Linked DNA regions of Oncorhynchus kisutch: region 1 is linked to region 2. The links are chromatin contacts, called in public Hi-C maps. All regions are on one chromosome and are shown on one strand. Each heading gives the region's core, a stretch centred on a gene start, on an enhancer-like site or on the middle of the called end of the contact. The rest is flanking DNA. Distances are from core to core; before and after follow the strand shown.

The links. A called contact is a pair of places that touch in the nucleus more often than the background predicts.
Region 1: a contact with region 2 is called in a Hi-C map of muscle, with 10 times the contacts expected there. The contact joins the promoter of LOC109889647 here to the promoter of LOC109889645 in region 2. A contact is called at or near these places in 2 of 2 Hi-C or Micro-C datasets (liver and muscle).

Annotation. Positions count from the first base shown.
Region 1 is chrLG4:50,739,684-50,742,383 of Okis_V2, forward strand. It overlaps LOC109889647 (periphilin-1), which reads right to left and starts at 1,398. Exons shown (of 10, transcript XM_020481231.2): 1 at 1,216-1,398; 2 at 665-713. The coding sequence starts at 665.
Region 2 is chrLG4:50,540,965-50,543,664 of Okis_V2, forward strand. LOC109889645 (cytochrome c oxidase subunit 8B, mitochondrial-like) reads right to left here and starts at 1,401. Exons shown (of 2, transcript XM_020481226.2): 1 at 954-1,401; 2 at 12-248. The coding sequence starts at 1,064. The coding sequence ends at 153.

The DNA.
Region 1 (2,700 bases), core at 148-2,647, 200 kb after region 2:
AACTTTAATTTGTCTTAATGCTTTTAAGATATATCAGATATATATTAGGATTAGGCTTTTAGTCGTTTGGGTCGTAATGGCAAGGAGGGATTTTTTTCCCATACTTGAATGCATGCATCATTTGTTTAAATACTTTGCTCAACTGTAAGGTTTGTTCAAATTTCTCGTTAGATTTGTATCTCTCATTAAAAAAAAAACTTTAAAAGATTCACTTATTCAATGTTTGATCATGAATACGGTAATACGGTCACCACGACAGCCCTACTTGTGTGACAAGAAGCTGTAATCCTAAGGTCGGCAACTAAATCCTTGACGTTTCACCTGTGAACTGTTAAATTGGAGACCGAGTTTGCACTGAGATCAAGCTAGCTAAAATCCTATTGGTTGAAGAATTGGTCCGACTTCAAAAGCAACTAAACACAATCATGTCGGAATACCCAGTTTCCCACAAGCACATGAATGCCTCATTAGATAGTAACTTTGTGCAGTGTGTACAGGCAGTGTAGTGTGTGCACTAGGGAGACTTAAGTAACGTTTATACTCTGACAAACTATGAAAGTATCTGAGCTAGGCATCAGGGTTACAGTATGACTGTCCCTTCATATTGTGCACACAGATTTTTCAGTTACTGTAGTGGAGTGTGGAAGAGCTGTAGCTAACTTACTCCAAGTTGCTGAAGGGCTCCTCGATGTGGGACTTGGAGAATGTAAAACCTGCAAATATTGATGAATATTTAGGAATTATTGAGTTGTCTATAGAGTGTATTGACACAAATGTGGTTGATATTCAAAAACTAGGATACAAGACACAGAACGAAAAATTGCACATGTAAAACAAAATCAACTGGGGCATATTCATTACCGACGTCTCTTAAACAGAAGGACCTACCTGAATTACCGATGGGGTGTAACGTTAATAATTACGGACCACAATTTCTAACGACAGAATTCAGGCAGCTAGGGCCCTCCGTTTAATTACGTTTGATTCCGTTTAAGAAACGTTTCGCAACAGAGTCTGTGTAATGAATACGACCCTGACGATTAATAATGTTTCTATATGAACATCCCAAGTCAATTGCAATGATAGTGTCTCTAGCTAGTAATGTACAAACAATTGGATAGATACTGAAGTTAGCCTAGCTAGCTTGCAAAGAGATGCTGGCCAATGCTAGCTAGCGTACACTGAAGCTGTTGTTGCTAGGAAAAACGAACTTACCAGCTGAACGTGCTCTGTGTATTAAAAGGTAGTTTTGCACTTTTTGCGATAAAGTGGTTGATTTTTTTTATACAGTTCCAACCCTTTCTGCATGTGCAACATTTGACAACAAACACCACGAGTAAAATTCAACCTCTTCCTCGTCGGTGTTTGATTGGCGGAGTGCAGTATGTTACGCGGAGTTTACCGCCGCCTATCTTCTTCTTCGACCTTTTTGTCTTCGGCGGCGGTTGGTGTCCAAAGTTTAACACTCTTATACTTAGCTTGAATAAAAATATATATAATAATAAAATAACCTACCATCTAACACTATACTCACATTTTTATTTTATTTTTAATAATAAATAAATAAACATCATACTCCACAATTTCAAAATATTTTTTGCCTACTTCGGGCCAACAGCCTTAAAGGATGGGATACCACCACTTAACACACTCTTCGTCTCGCACAACCAAATACCTCTGCAGCTGCCACCACAACCTCAATTTTCAGAGACTCTAACCATTGCTATTAAAGCTAAAAATCCAATCTGACTGAAACATATATTGGGGTGGCAGGTAGAGCCTTGGGCCAGTAACTGAAAAGTTGCTGGATCGAATCCCTGAGCTGACAAGGTAAAAATCTGTCGTTCTGCCCATGAACAAGGCCGTTAACCCACTGTTCCCTGGTAGGCTGTCATTGTACATAATAATTTGTTCTTAACTGACTAGTTAAATAAAGTTTTTTTTTTTAATCACTTGTTGGTTTATCCTTCTGTACTGGTAGAAATCTTTGCAGGATCCCTCCCATCTCCCTCTACATTCTTCATTGCCTCAGCATTTGACAACTTCTGCACTACTCTAACCCTGGAAACCTGAACCTGCCTCTCGCACTGAACATTTGTGATCCCCAGCCCCATGGGCACCCCTACAATTAACACATACCGCTACACATTCCTTTGTCTCATGCATGGCATATCAATATCTTCTGCACACTTCTCACACCTAGCAGATTGCCTCCTACACACTGCTGCCACATGCCCATAAGCTTGACAACTGCAATGTATTCGGCACAAAAGCTCGTACATGATAACTTATATATCCTTTGCCGGGCAAAGACTCAACTTCAAAACTCAAACCGCCATTCGTTCCAGAATTCGTCTTTTCCCCCGAAACGAGTTAGCCGAAACCCCATTTAGTCATTGGTCAACAGCATTGAGTGTGGTGATTGGATAGAGTCAGAGAGCCTCAGCCAGGCGTGTGCGGTCAAAAGCAGGTTAACAGACAGAAGGGCTTTAACCCAGATACATCACAGGGACTATGTGGTAGTGAGAGGAAGTCCAATGGGAGAGGCATTCTACACCGTTTTATAAAATTGCGTTGTTTAGAAAGACTAGAAGGTCGAATTGAGTTTGTCCACACAGATACTTCACAGAGGTGGCGTTCCCTAACGGAAATATGCAAATACATGCTAAAAAGCCCAAAAAGGACCTCGCTAGCTTGTGC
Region 2 (2,700 bases), core at 151-2,650:
TGACGCATTCATAGTGCTGGGGCATTTCATTTATTGGTACATTCATTAATAGAATCGTCATTCATAAAAAGGGGTTTTAGGAGACTTCAGGAGATGTCATCGGGAGTAATCCACAGGTGAGGTTGCCTGGGGGCCAGCCAGGACAGGTCCACTTAGGAGTGGTGCTTGTAGTCCTCCAGGTGAGCCAGGACATAACCAGAGGGCCCCAGGATGGTGATGAAAAAGGCCGTCATAGCAATGGCTTGCTCCTGGATGAAAACAACACATGACACATGTTAAGACCTGTAACAATTTCATCTTGGAAAACATAACCACATATTGTGTTCCCTGGCCATTCAGTCTCAAGAGACATTAATAACAGCTGTCAGGCTAAGAAAGGCATTGGTTTCATTGCACATGCACGCCTTTGCACTCTTATACAACAACAAAAAACTATTGGCATATTAAAGCAATTGGCGGATTCATTTAAATTAGAATTGCATTATTCTAGCAAAATACAGGATACAGTCCAGTGACAGTGGTGAGCCATTTCTGTTTCAGTTTCCTTCACAAAGTCCTTGCTGAGCTAGTTTTAAATCGAACTGGGCACGATCTGGTAAAGTTTTACAAGGTCACACTATTGGCACAATCTCAAGTGGGCTCCATGCACATGAGCTAGACCACAAGGCGCGGAAGGGGGGGGGGGGTGAGCAGTATAGTTATCGATGCCAAACACATCTATAAAATTAAGAACTTGAAATAGTCACGCGTGCAACAGGCTACTAGCCTACGTGAATGGATTTACAGTGATAATGTCGTTTTGCGCACTTGCCCCATTAAGCCAGCTGACGTTGATATAGCCTCACAAGGCAAACCAAAGTCTGAAATCGAAATAAATAACACGGATTCGTAACGAAAGGGCGAACTCATGAAAGGGAAAGTGCGCAGCAACCTTCCGCATGTAGCCGACTTACCCCCACGGATAAGTGGTGCTTCGCAGGCTTGTGCGACAGGGTGGCTTTGGAGACGATCTGCGACCTCACTGCGACCCTTAGCAAATTGACAGAACCTCTGATCCCCGACATGATTCCTCTTTCGTGTATTTTGTTTTCCAAACCAATAGTCGTGGTGACTCTTTCTGTCTTGTGCCCAGGAAAATGTATTCAATGTCCCAGAAGTAGCCGTTGATTTGTGTTGTCCACCTGCCAAGTGTAACATAAGGTCATAACAAAAAAAAGAGTCGACGTATTTGAAGACCCCTCCTGCTGAAACAGCCTCCGGGTATTTAATTGGTCAGATCAACTGCGTTTAAGGCTCGGCTCCACAGACAGGCTGGCTGGGACCAGTTGATAGGCTGTACTCATGTTACCCCTGCCGGAACTTCTACTGCAATGCGAGGCAAATGAACGCAAAAACAACTGTGTCCCCCCTCACAGAATTAAACTGGTTTATATGCGTAATCTTCAAACAGGGTATGTTCGGAACTTCGGGTAAAGTATGTGGAACTATTGCTATTATTGTTGCAATGAAACAAATAAAAACTTGTGTGTGTGTGTCATGTGTATGACTGACCCTGCTGTATAGTGTAATGTTATTGAGGCATTTTATAGGGCTGTCATGCTGTAGCCTACTGAACTTGTCCCCAGACCATTGCACACAGAAGTCTGGTGCATGAAACTGCAGCTATATTAGCCGTAATTATAACGGATCACGTAGGGCCACATAGTTATTCTACACAGCACAGGACTGCGATGAGATTTTTATCTCTATTTTTTTCAATGTTATAGAAGGGACTTGTTTTTGATCAATTTATCCCAACCAGCGATTAATTTCCTCATCCTCGATGTGCAGTACGGGGATCTAAAAAATACCACGAACAAAGCCTCCAAAAAACACCTAAATACGTCCTTTTAGAAACGGAAAAGCTCTCAGTATAGTGATGCAGGTCTTTAGACGTTGTACACATGAATTTGTGTCATGACATGATATTATATTCCAGTTTGTTGCGACTCGAGCGATACCTCTCCATCCATTATAGCAGCAGGCTGGACAGAGAATTGAACAGCTGAATAGGGGAAACAGCTTGAGTCGCACAAAATTGAATATAATGTTGTGGATCATGTTCGGAATGACACAATTTCAGGTGTACAACATCTAAAAACCTGCATCACTATACCGAGAAAGCGTTTCCGTTTCTAAAAGGACGTATTCGGGGTGTTTTTTTTTGGAGCATTTGTTAATTTTTTGTCAGAGCCCGGTACTGCACAACAAGGATGAGAAAATGAATCGCTGATTGGAATACGTTTCTCAAAAACAAGTGAAATCGCAAATAAAAACTTGTGTGAACCCTTCTATAACATGCCACTTACTGATTCTTTGTTGTTGATTTGGTTGTAAAAAAAAGCAAACTTCTCCTTTAAAGTCAGGTGATTGTGGCCACTGTGAACCATACACTGTATTTTCTGCTGTCCTTCAGGTTACCATTATATCCAGCAGATGATGCTGTGGTGCTTGTTGTCACATTAAACTTTTTCAGCTCCACAACAAAACAAAAAAAGAAATCACCATCACCTTATCTTGAAAATGGCTTGTTACTCTTCATCGTTTCTAAACGTGATAATATCTGGTAGTGGCCACGTATCACTGGGCTGTGTGTTGATAAAACACAATAGAACGGGACCTTGAGGAGTGCTGAACGGACTGCCTGTATACAAACATTCA